Regions from separate parts of the Zea mays genome. Here all the other regions are linked to region 1. Evidence: chromatin contacts called from public Hi-C data. All regions are on one chromosome and are shown on one strand. The core of a region is the stretch at or near the end of the contact, and the rest is flanking DNA. Distances in the headings are between cores, read along the strand shown. Region 1 holds the start of LOC100281395. Region 2 holds the start of LOC103646778. Region 3 holds the start of LOC103646774 (pumilio homolog 3).

Evidence for each region. A called contact is a pair of places that touch in the nucleus more often than the background predicts.
Region 2: a Hi-C map of ear shows a contact between it and region 1, with 1.8 times the contacts expected there. The contact joins the promoter of LOC103646778 here to the promoter of LOC100281395 in region 1. A contact is called at or near these places in 2 of 25 Hi-C or Micro-C datasets (ear and leaf).
Region 3: a contact with region 1 is called in a Hi-C map of endosperm, with 3 times the contacts expected there. The contact joins the promoter of LOC103646774 here to the promoter of LOC100281395 in region 1. A contact is called at or near these places in 7 of 25 Hi-C or Micro-C datasets (bundle sheath, ear, endosperm and 2 more).

What each region holds. Positions count from the first base shown.
Region 1 is chr2:104,933,608-104,937,969 of Zm-B73-REFERENCE-NAM-5.0, reverse strand. It overlaps LOC100281395, which reads left to right and starts at 1,564. Exons shown (of 12, transcript NM_001368003.1): 1 at 1,564-1,856; 2 at 3,168-3,514; 3 at 3,768-3,982; 4 at 4,113-4,136. The coding sequence starts at 1,636.
Region 2 is chr2:105,100,602-105,104,856 of Zm-B73-REFERENCE-NAM-5.0, reverse strand. It overlaps LOC103646778, which reads left to right and starts at 1,641. Exons shown (of 2, transcript XM_008671443.3): 1 at 1,641-2,139; 2 at 2,850-3,406. The coding sequence starts at 1,727. The coding sequence ends at 2,862.
Region 3 is chr2:104,743,404-104,747,974 of Zm-B73-REFERENCE-NAM-5.0, reverse strand. LOC103646774 (pumilio homolog 3) reads left to right here and starts at 2,230. Exons shown (of 9, transcript XM_008671440.4): 1 at 2,230-2,701; 2 at 4,066-4,571. The coding sequence starts at 2,459.

The DNA of each region.
Region 1 (4,362 bases), core at 315-2,814:
AAAACGTAGTATATTGGTGGTCGATGTTTAAAAAGTTTAACCATATATATATATATATATATAATTTACATTTTAGAACTAGAGAGATTAGTACTTTTATCGGACAACCTCCAAAACCTACTTCAATCCTATCTTTTTAACATGGTTGAAAAAAGAGACAATACGCCGGCGGTGGCCCCCTTCACCATCCTCCATGGATACGCCACATCCTCTTCTTCTCTGGTCGCGCCAGCCAGCCTCCCACGTCGATGTGTCCATTCCTCCCTGCCCCTCGCCGTCATGGCCGATTGGCCGTCGGCTGTGATAGGAGTGGTCGTCGGTCCTAGGGTGCACCTTGTCGTCATGGCCAGCGCTCCACCTCGCCGACGAGCCTGCCACACGGCAGAACGAACAACGGTCGCACTGGCCCATGCTACCGAGGCGAAGCTAGTAGGTCTGTTTGATACAGTTCCACTTGAAGTCACTGAACCAGTCTAAATCTATCAAAATCGAATTTATTTATTTATTTATTTACTCCATCCATGCCAAATTAATATCTGTTTCAGCTCTTTATTTTTATATATTAAATACTCCATCCGTTTCAAAATATAATTCGTTTTAGACTAAACATACAAAAATTAATCAATATATGAATGTAGTTTATATATATGTCTACATTCATCATCATTTATTTGAATGTGAATAGAAAAAGGCTAGAAAAAAATATATTTTAGAACGGAGCGAGTATATAAAAATAAATTTAGATACATATATAAAATATAAATACGTAAAATGTTATACGAATCTGTTAAATTGTAAGCGAAATTTAATTGGAGTAAATGATAAAGATATGGTAGATGTTGCTTATCGTTATAACCTATCTTCTTCCCGTAGGTTCCATCTGCCCTTCCTTGGGTGGTTGTGTCGTCCTCCACAAGTCTTAGTACGTCGTCGCTTCCACACTTTGGTGTAAACAATGTAAAGTTGTAAACTAAAGGATAAAACAATGGTTTAATATGTGTTTAGTTGTAAACAACTGGCGCAGCTGAAGACAACCATTTTCACCAGCGTACTCTCTCATCCGTTAGATTCAATTCTGACGGACAGCTAGAGACAGTCATGGGATGATCTTGTTCTAACGTTTGGCTCTAAACCAAACAGAATTATTCCATCACATCATGTCATTGTAACTAAATACATCCTTAGACGACAAAATGTACGATCTAATGATATAGCATGATCCCACCCACGGTTACGAGTGCATGTCTGTGTTACTATGTATGAGCTGCGCCAAGTCCCATCATGGCAGGCCGTGCCGTCTCCTGCGCCCAACCGAGCCATGTTGTGGCGCTCATCGGCCTTGCCCCTTCCCCGCGTCCCTGCTGTGCCGTGCGCCTGGGCCTGCCATGGCCAGCCGCGCCTGCCCTCTGCGTCCACACTCCACAGCGCCTAGCCTTGTTGTTGTTTTTTTTTTGAATGAATGAATGGTATTGACACGTGGGTCCATCTCAGAGGCAAAACAAACTATTACCAAACGGCTCCTATAAGCCCGTCCCTCTCCGATCCCTCGGCCCGCGCTCTCTGCTCCCATCCCCGCCTCGTCCGTTACCATAAATCTAGCTTGGGCTCTAATCTAACCGAGGGAACAGGTGGGATATGAGGAACTCGGTGTCGGAGCGGAGCTTCCTCATCGAGAGCGACGATGACGACGATGCCGCCGTGGAGGACGGGAAGCGGCGCGGCCTTGGCGGCGGCGGCGGCGGCGACGACGACGACGACGGGTCCGACTCCTCGTCGCCGTGCGACAGCCCGCGGGTGGTGGCGGCGCGGTGCAGCCAGCCGAGTTCGTACACGCAGCAATGGCCGCAGAGCTACAGGTAGGTAACTGCTAGCCCCGCCCATCGTCGTCGTCTCTTCCGCCCCCGTGGCGGCGGACGGCACCACGTAGGAAACAGGAAGGGTGCGGCCGCCGCGCGCGTCGGCCAAACTTTTTCCCCCTTTCTCTTTCCTGGATTTAATTTAATTATTGTTATTATTATTCAGCCCGCGCCCCTCTCAAATTTTCCAGAGTTGCCTGCCGCGTGCGCGTGGCACCAGATGTTATTACTACCGGCGTCAGCCAAACCAAATGTTTACACCCCAATCAAGTGAATTCAAACTACTATAATGTCCCTAGGAGTAAGAACACTTGGATCAGCCATCAGAAAATAACATGGCTAGACTTACTGATCCACAAGGATGTGAGTACAAATTCGAGTGGAGGTGAATCTTGCGTGGTAATTCAAGGCAGTATCAATATCCAAAATGGCACTTATCTAGGACCAGAAGAATAAGCAATGCACCAAATCGTAGTGTGATTAGTATTTTTTTTCAGAGAAAATTAATGAAAAATACACTGACTACTATTTTTTTGTCTGTACTGCTGGATTGTCCTGTAGCACCGCTACACTTCGAGAGTCCCATCAAACTCGTCTCTGATGTGGTTGTATGTGGAATATCCGGGATTGCTTAGGCGTGCGAAAATGATGGGCGAAAAAAGCAGCCTGTGGTCATTCTCGGTAGGAGTCTACGGACATGTGGCTTTTTTCACTATTTTTTTAAACGCTTGGGGCTTCATTAGTCTCTGATCCCCTTGGGGCTTTTTTAAGTACTCGAAGGGGCGTGTTTCTCCTTTCAAATATAAATGAATATTTCTTTTAGAAAAAATATTATCACCCATTAGTTTCTTTATAAGGGTGGAGCTGTACAGGTAGATGTGTGGACGAGATAACACCGTTGGGACCAATGTTATTCATGTGCCATTAGTATGTGCACTTGTCTGGATGTCTCCCTCTTTGTTGGGGTCCCGGCCCAGTTGCATTTGTCTGCTGCTGCTAACGTGGCAAATTCAGTTGGTCCAATCTGCTGAACCAAGTATATTCTGCATCAAAGATCAAATCTAAGAGGAAATCATATGGAGAAATGGGAAACCTTTGAGATAAATCGACCGGAGATCGTATTGGGAGATCAGATCATTACCTTCTTCTCTAACCCAGAAGTTAATGATGTGATCTCAAATTACCACTGAGCACTTCATGTCACGTTAGATTTCCTGACAAACGCTTTAGACATTTATGCCTCAATTTGAACCTTTCTATATGCATCCCGTAACGAAAAATAGTAAGTACATTTTCTTCTTCTTCGAGCAGGCAATCCATTGACATGTACAGCAGTGTGCACTCTCCCAACCTGAGCTTCTTGGGCACGCCATCACTGAGCCGGTTGTCCAACTCGTTCCTCACAAACTCATTCCGGGGGAAGCCACCTGAGATCATCTCCAGCTTAATCAAGCCATTACTGCCGACAAGCATTGCTTCCGCCAGCGATGACCAGCAGCAGCAGCAGCATGAGGACGTCCGGAAGAGCTCCCATTACCTGCCACCATCACGCAAGGCGTCGTCGCTGCAGAGGATCCCCGAGGACCAGAGACCTATGGTTGGGGGCCATGAGGTGGGTCCCTACCGGCAGTGCTCCTATACCCAAGGGGTCATGAACGGTAAGTAGTTTCACAAACTTTGTTGGTTTCAGTTTTAAATTTATGAGCAATGCATGGTTGTTAAGATTTAAAGTGAGTCTACATAGACAGGAACAAGCTATTTAAGCTACGTAATAGAGTTTGTATCATAGAGAACGTGAAACTTTCTCCTTTCACTATTTAAGCTACTTAATAGAGTTATCAATCTTAACTTGTACTACTTTCATTTATGTAAGACAAATCTTCAGCTCCGTTACTTGCCTGTCATATGCAGGAGTGAATGTCTTATGTGGTGTGGGGATCCTGTCAACACCTTATGCTGTCAAGCAGGGTGGCTGGCTTGGACTGGTGATACTAGCGGTATTGGGTGCACTGGCTTGGTACACTGGCATACTTCTGCGCCGTTGCCTGGACAGCAAGGATGGGCTCGAGACTTACCCTGACATCGGACATGCTGCCTTTGGTACTGCTGGCCGTATCATCATCTCGGCAAGTATTTTCTGCACTAGCAACGCTCACCAGTTGTCAGTTTTGTATTATTCATATCATGCAGTGTAATGGAGTGTGGTTTTTTTTTTTTGCTAACTCTTCTGCTTTTGTATGCCTTTGCAACCTGCAGATAATACTGTATATGGAACTATATGTAAGTACAGAGTACATCTCTTTATGCTCTAAAACTATAAATCTGTTCCTCATAAAAAAACTCTAATAACCTGTCTGATATATTCATGATAGCTGTGCTAGATTGTGTGTGGAAGAAAAGAAATACATTCTAATAGAAAAATTCTATTATGGTCATTATGAGAAAATAAGGACAGTTGGCAACACTTGAATAAACTGCCTGAACTTTCAATTGTGCACTGTTGAAT
Region 2 (4,255 bases), core at 392-2,891, 170 kb before region 1:
GGCTTACCGATGGTACTGAGAGAACTTACCCAATGTCAATGGTAGTTCAACAAGTTGGTTTTATTAACTTATAACTGCCCAATAAACAAAGGTTGAGTTTAGAGATCGTTTTGTCGAGTTGTCTAAACTCACTTTTGTACAACCTCTCGTAAGGAAGAGTGTATAAGAATCGAGAGTAAGTCGGCCAGTAACCCCTAATCATCATTCTAGTCACGCCTCGATCGCCTCACATGTGCTTTTCCAGCATGTGTGATCAAGTCGAGCCATGCTAAGTATTTGATGAAATGGGTTGGTCGCGAAGTCAACATCAATGGATCTCTTCATTGATATTTTCTTGAATCTCTATCATCTTTTATGGACTTGGATTCTCTGGCTAACACGAGTTAACCATGATGTTGTTCGACATCCGCACTCGTCTCGTGTGCTACGAACTTACTGTGGCCGCTTGTTGGTAAACCTCTTTCTGTGTGTTTTACCCAAGATGGTGCATCTGATTCTATTTGGGTAAAGTCGCATATTTACCGCTCGCCCAACAGACTCGGATAGTACAGTTTCATCAGAAAAAGCAAACTGCACACATGGAACCTTATGTGTTCCTCTGGCAGACATCGTTTCTATTAGTGGACATCTCTAAATTAGCTTAAGGCAATACATGTTATGTCCACTAGAGAAACGACATCCTGAGACACTCATCTTTGCTTGGAGTTGTCTTATGATTATCGCTGATATGAACAGGGTTACATGCTTCTCTACTCTTAAAAGTCTTTCGCTCCGAATCTCGGGACGAGATTCTTTTAAGGGTGAGGGCTATAACACCCCGGGTGTTTATATTCCGCTCGACAACGAGTATGGATTTAAGCACGTAATATCAGTGGATAAAACGGATACTAAAATTTTAATCATCTTCGCCTATCGTGGTTTTTATATTGCATCTGTTTCATTTATCACGAGTTCGATATCGTTTTTATTTATCCGGGCTCTTCCTAATTTTTGTGATGTTCGGAACATCGTTGTTCCAAAAATCTGTGCGTCCAGTGATTATTTAAATTCATCACTTGCGTGAATACGAATTCGGAAGCCCAACTCACTCGGATGATTTTGTCCCGGACAAATTAATTTGAACTCGACAACTAAAATGTTTGGGGTAAAATAATTCGAATCGCGCGAAATCGTGCGCAAGGTTACGATCCCATTCATTCTTCAGCACGTTATTTTGGCGACAAAATCGCGTATACAATAGCAGATATGGTTTCGGCTAATTTTAGTCGAATGACGTAGAGCATATTAACGAAGCCAAAATCCGTTTAATTCGGTCTGTTTCTTCTCGCCTCAATCAAAAAGGTGAATCAACGGTACAAATTCATCCGACTTTAGGGTATTCGCCAAATCGAATCGTGTCCAATTATTATTATCGATCTCGTTTGATTCGACCCATTACCCATCGCTAAAAATCTTGATTTGAAATATCTGTAATTTTCTTTACTAAAAGCAAATAAAAAAATAAAAAAATATATAAAAATCTGAAAAGGAGAAAATATCTTTCTAACCGCCGTCGTGCTGATTTTTCGCGCCGTGGGATTTTTCTCTCCTCCTTCCGTCGTTATCTCTCTCTCTTGCTGATTTTTTTTTCAGCCGCCGTCTCTCTTCCTTATCCCTTACGCGCGGCCTTCTTCTTCAGCCAACCGCGCAGCTTCCTCACGCTCCTCCCAGCCGCGCTGAGATCCTCATGGCGCGCCCCTCCCTGCTCTCAGCTCGGCTTCTGCTTCTCCTCCCCTCCTTGCACGGCTATCTCCCTCATCCATTGGCGGCGCTGCTCTCTCTCTCTCTCTCTCTGGTGCTCAGCTCTCCACCGCGCCCTGCCCTCTGCTCGCTCCTCTCTGCCGGCGCCCAAGCCCCATGCTCGACCGCGCTCTCCCCTGCCTATCCGAGTTCGCTGCTCCCCATGGCCACCGCGGCGGCTCCCTGCTCGGCCACTCATTTTCCTGTGCTCAATCTCCAGCTCGGCTACTCGGCGCCCATCTCCCTGGCCGCGCCCTGCTCGGTTGCTGCTCGCCGGAGTTCCAGCCATGGCCGCCGAGCTTGGTCCCTGCTCCTCCCTGCGCGCACCCCGGCCCTGCTCGGATCCTCGCCGTCGATTCCGTCTGAACTCCCTCCACCCTGCTCTAGTAGTTAGTATCATCATTCTATGTTTATGATCGGTAAATGTCGTAGCCAACTAATGTGTTATATAAATTAATCTGGAAAATAGTTTAGAAGGTTAATAAAAGTTCGTCTATAATTTTATAAACATCAGGTGTCTCAGGATCGTAAAGCTAAAATTGTAAGTCAATTAGTATACTCTCTAAACCAGGCATGAATATGTGCTGGTCGATTTTGCGATTTGAATGGATGTTGATTGCTACTTCGAATATTTAGGATCAAGTAACATCCATATAATTGTTTCAACCAGAATCTAGGATCTGCCTGATAAATAATGCGTATAAACATTTTAGGTCTTTTATTTCTAAAATTGTAATTTGATATATATATGTATATGGAGTTTGTGTATGGTTTGATGGTTCCATGATATTTGGGGTTGATCCGGTTAAGCTAGGGGAGTGTGACCGTTGCGCTTAATGAGTTGTAGGTACCTAGTATGAATAGTTAGATGTTTCGTAATGTTTGCGTTAGATTCGGTTAATCTAGAGAAGTGTAATTATTGCGCGTAGTCGTATATCGATAACTAGTATTTCCGTATGAACTTGTACAACGTCTCGCCACTAGGTGTTTTATTCGCTATCGCTTAGCACTATTTAGGTTTGTAATATTCATGCCTATATGCATTCATGTGCATAATGCATGTCATTCAGGTACGTGAATTAACCACGTGATGCGGAGAACCAGAGATGAGTCGACCACAAGAGGATGGAAAGTGTGGGCTTCTCCACAAGATGGTGTTGATAAACGAACCTGAAGATGGATAATCTAAACGAGTGCCAAGACAAAGGATGGTCGTCAAGTGATCGACATCTAACAAACACTAACGTAGTGTTTATCCCAGGCAAGCCCCGGTGCATGCAACCCCTTTCCTTGTGTTTTAAATGATTTTTACACACTTTAAGTCTAGTGAAATGTGCATTAGGTTTATAGTAGTTGCTTGGAAACCCTTTGATGCATTGGCTACCTTGAAATCCATTCCTGTTATAGATACTTCTGGTGAAGTATCAAATATGATTTACAAAATTGCTTAGCCTTGCGTAGAGGTAAATCTTGTGGCTAGAGGTTGTCCTTTGCATTAATGTCTAGCTCAGGGGTTATCCTGAGGAAGGATGACTTCTACCTGCAAGAATATTTTCATTGGGAGCATGGTGGGATCATACTGCAAAGTTCCCTTTAATGCTCTTTTCATCCTAAGGAATACAAACAATCCTAAGGATGGAAGTACTTAAATCAGGACTTGGGCTAGGAACAGGTGATGTTCTACCTAGGTTTATTAAGGATTATATTGAATGTAGGCTTGCTGATCGAGGGCCTTTTAACTGGTCACATGCCTCATCATGGGTAAGCTTTGCCTCGGGCAGACTAATACCAGAATAAGATAGCACGCAATGGGAGTGGAGAGATGGCGAGAGTAGCGTGTACCCTCCGTGGCAAGAGGCTGGACGGTGGTGTATCTATGCTCTCGGTTGGCGTGAACCTGATCTAGTCTTAAGAACCCCGATGGCGAGTTGACATATGCAAGGGTTAAGTGCTACATATGTCGTGTGATTGGAGATCCCCAGCTGGGTATTAATCGATTCGGATCGCCGTTACTTCTCGGACATGAAGACTTGGTCACTGCCCTGCAATCTAAGTCATGGATGGAATCTTAATGAGCAAAAATCATGTTGGATTGATTAATGTGATGGTGAAATTAGACTAGATGCAAACAAGGTCTATTAATACTTAATCTAGCATTAAAATGTTGAAAGTAAGGACTCACTTTAGTAAGCTATTTCTGCAAAAGTATCTAAGTTGATTCTTGCTAAAGCCTTTTCCTTGATTCCTATTTAACCAACATATCCTTGAGAGTCTTTTCTTTAGTCGGGTAAGTCTTGCTGAGTACTTGCGTACTTAAGGTTTTACCCATTGTTGCTGCAGGTCACGAGTCATTTTGATTGTGATTGGTGTTAAGCGTCGGTGGGCACGACCTTCTTATAAGTCTAAGTACTTCTTCTATACTTCTTATTGAGGATTGTCACTTAAGCTAGCATATATTTCAAACTTATAAATAATT
Region 3 (4,571 bases), core at 981-3,480, 190 kb after region 1:
CCCCAGCCCAGATGGGTCGGCGCGAGACGGAACACAAAGAGGGGAAAACCGCAGCTTCGTTTTGTCCTGTGCCTAGGGTGGATGCGCTTGCAGTAGGGGGTTACAAGCGTTCGCGAGGAAGAGAGAGCCTGTTCGTCAGCCCGTCCTCCCGCGCGGCCACCTCCTCGTACGAGGGCCCTGGACCTTCCTTTTTATAGATGTAAGGAGAGGGTCTAGGTGTACAATGGGGTGTAGCAATATGCTAACGTGTCCGGCAGAGAGGAGCCAGAGCCCTATGTACATGCCGACGTGGCTCTCGGAGAGGTGCTAGTGCCCTGTGCATGTGATGTCGTGGCCGTCGGAGGAGCGCTTGAGCCCTATAGAAGCACAGCTGTCGGGACATTGCTGACGTCTCCTTGCTTCCGTAGGAGGCTGAGAACCGCCATCGTCATAGGAGCACGCGGGGTGCCATCATTACTTGTTTACCGGGGAAAGCCAGATGGGACGCCGGTCTTGTTCCCCGTAGCCTGAGCTAGCTAGGGGTAGGGTAATGATGTACCCCCTGTGGCGTGGTCGGTCCGAGCCCAAGGTCGGGCGAGGCGGTGACTCCTCCGAGGTCGAGGTTGAGGCCGAGCCCTGGGGTCGGGCGAGGCGGAGACCGTCTTCCGAGGTCGAGGTTGAGGCCGAGCCCTGGGGGCGGGCGAGGCGGAGACCGTCTTCCGAGGTCGAGGTTGAGGCCGAGCCTTGGGGTCGGGCGAGGCGGAGCTTCCTATGGCGCCTGAGGCTAGACTCGACTGCTGTCAGCCTCACCCTGGCGGGTGGCACATCAGTCGGAGCAGGGCAGGCGGCGCTGTTTTCCTGTCAGGTCAGTCAGTGGAGGGGCGAAGTGACTGCGGTCACTTCGGCCCTGCCGACTGAGGAACGCGCGTCAGGATAAGGTGTCAGACGATCCTTGCATTGAATGCTCTTTTGATACGGTCGGTTGGTGAGACGATTTGGCCAAGGTTGCTTCACTGTGAAGCCTGTCCGAGCTGGGCCTCGGGCGAGTCGAGGGTGCGCCCGTTGCTTGAGGAGGCCCTCGGGCGAGGCGTGAATCCGCCTGGGTCTACTGTTCCTGCCCGAGGCTAGGCTCGGGCGAGGCGAGATCGTGTCCCTTGAGTGGACGGAGCCTTGACCTGAATTGCGCCCATCAAGCTTCTGCAGCTTGTGCTGATGGTGATTACCAGCCGAGTTTAGGAGTCTTGGGGGTACCTCTAATTATAGTCCCCGACAGAACTGGTCTAAAATGGAGCATAGTCATACTAAACACGCCCATAATCCATGTGTTTGTGATACCATGATAATCCTAGGGGCTATTCGTTTCAGATTAAAGCTGACTATTTAGATTGTTGCAGATGCAATACATAGAGACAAAAATAATGTAGAAATAGTAGAAGCCGGTATGGATTAAAACAGGACAATGACTAATATGCAAGCAGTCATCAGGTGTAAGCGTGCAAACAACTTTCTTGGTCCGTCAGAACAAGATCCAACCGTATATGTAATCGTGGTTTGTTAGGGAGCTTTTTTATAAAGCTAACGAGGTGGTGGTGAGAGAATTTAAATGCTAAATATGTTATACGGTTAAATCTAGATTTAGGGCTATACTGGGAACCCTATTTTTCCAAGGCAATTCTATTTTCCCAAGTAAAATTAGTTCATTTTCACTTACGGGGCGTTTGGATCCCTTCATTTTAGAGGAATTGGAATTCACTCAATAAAGTAACTTATTTAGTTTGGAATTTGACATTCCACCACTTTCCAAAGTTAAGATATAAGCCTATCTCAAATTTATGGGGTGAAGGATGAGAAATAATTTTATGCATTAGTAGAATTTGTTTCTACACTATAACTTAAATAACACTCTTCGTCTCACTTTTCCATAGTAAAAATGTAGCACATAAATATCTCCAACATTTTGCTAATAATAGTATATAAATATATTTTGCATAAAATTGAATTACTATTATTGGAATGAAATTCAATTACAATGATTCAAGCAGGGCGTTAGAAAAATAGAAATTACTCTCTTAGGGCTTGTTTGGGAACCCCAATTTTCCAAGGGATTTTTATTTTTCTATGGGAAAATGAACTAATTTCCCTTGGGAAAATAGAAATCCCTTGAGAAATTGGGGTTCCCAAACTAGCCCTTAACGTGAAAAAAAACATGCTTGTATATCTAATAGCTGATTTCTATTCCCTCGCGGCACCGGCCGCTCCAAACCAAACCCAAGATGAGACCAAAACCCCGAAAACCCAAACCCTAGAGCTAAAGGCGCCGCCACCCAACCCACTGGCCACTGCACCCCACCCTACCCCACCCCACACGGGCACCCGCGTGCCAATTTGTTGCCCGCGCCACCTTCGGGTGGTTTCGTTCAAACCCAACCTATTTTTTCGCGAACGCGCGCGTGCGGCGTTACGAGAGGAGGCGGAGAAGATGGCTCCGTTCGGCGACGGCGGCTGGGGTGGCGACGGAGGGGAGGCGCTGCTGGGGCGGGACCCGCTGCGCAGTGGCAGCGCGCCGCCGACGATGGAGGCCGGCGCGGAGGCAGCGGTGGCGGCGGAGAGGGTGTTTGGCAGCGTTGGTGGCGGCGCCTCGTTCTTCTCCGGTATCGACGGGCGCGGGTTGGGCGCGAGGATGGACGAGGTCACCATGCGCCACGGTGCTGCCGGAGTTCAGGTAAGGGGTGTTGCTGCTCTTGAGCTCATCGATGGTTTTGGTTTGGTGGATGTAGTTTGGATCGGTAAGATTGGGGTTTGCCATTGCCATTGTTCCGTCGACGGGCCTCTCAATATTAATTCGATGTTCTTGTGTTTTGATGGTTGGGTTGGGATTCGTATTTTGGCCTTTTATTAAATACTAGATGATTAAAGTTTCCATGTGCAACGAAGTGGAGAAACGTCAAACTTACCATCTTTAGTTTTGTTTGGTTTCCAATGCTAAACATTAGTGTTTCATGAGTGTCATTCTGTAGGTTCAGGCGTTTACGTTTGTCTTTTGTAGATTAGATGGATGCTTGGATATCAGGTCGGACTCGTTGTTATCTTCCAAATATAGCATGCGATCTGTGTGATTTTGCTCAGAAGATTTGGATTTGCCACAGATACTTATTTACGCACAAATCATCATAAGTATAGGGGTATATATATCGGGAGCCGTCTACTGCTAAAGTGCTAATGATGTTTGCTGTTATCTAGTTCTCGCCGGTACTTAGGAACTACATTTTCTGTGTTCATTCGCCATATCCCATCAGATAGGATGGTTTGTTTGGAGGACTCACCAAGATACATAATTTGAGGGAAAAATTCTCTTCCTTTATCCCATGTTGCACATTATCATCTATTTAGACAATTATGGTTCTTAAAATCTGGTTTTATTCTGGCAGATGTCTTTTTCTATCTTTATTTTTAGAGAGATTATCTACATACCAAATTTAATTGGACGATTAGCTTTAATCCATATTTGCTTAGAACTGAACTTTCTGTTCTACTACATGCAACTTTTCTTCAGGGGCGGAGCTTGGAACATTACAATGATGGTGCTTAATATATGCCATCTCCATCTCAGGGGCGGAGCTTGGAACATTAATAATGCATTTCCTTCCAACAGTTGGCAAAAAAAGATGGTGCTTAATAACGAAATATTAGATATAAACCATACTTTAGGGATGTTAATCAGGGTAATGTACATGTAGGGTTAAAAAGGGTAACATGGGCAGCGGCTGTGGGGTTGGGTTTTTTGCAGCCCTCGCAGCACCTGCCATGTATCCTGTCCTTAGTTCTGCTCCTGCTATTCACTGTTATGTTTGCATGCTTAATGATTTAATGTGTACCATTTTTTGTAATCCTCTTATCTTTAACATTGTTCCAAAATTCTTTTGTTTAACTTTGATATTTTCTTTTTTTGCCAACTGTTGGAAGGAAATGCATTATTATTGTTTGCCTAATATGCTCCATAGAAGGGACAAAGAATTTTCTTCTATAGCTTTTTTTTTCATTATGTGTTCATTCCAAATAATTTTAGGCTTTGTATTTTTGCTTCAGGAACATTTTGGCAATTCTGCATCTTTATCTGTTAGACCACATGGCCAACAGTTTAATGGTACAGGAGACTTGGATGAACAGCAGTTTGGACTGAGCAGAGTTCATAGTGGTGGTGTTATGGCAAACTACTCTGCATCTGACATGGGTCCCCTTTGGACAGATATGAATCCAGACAATGTTGACTATTGCAGAAATATCCAGAATCGCTCCATGTCAAACATTGGAAAGATGAATGCTTATGGCAATAGGGATCTTAGTGCTTCCTACATGTTTGATTCTAATCTTTTAGATGCTTTATCTGGGCTGAGGCTGTCTAATAGTCTAGTAATGGACCAATGGAATCATGGGGAAGGGCAACTAGACGAAATACTCGAGTGTCAAAGAGATTTCTCAAAAATTGGTGATGAAAATCGATCACCTTTGGTTGGTAATGTTTTTCGTGCATCTAGGTCGGATGTGCATCCACTGCCAATATATGGACATGGCATTTCACAGAGGCAGACCAG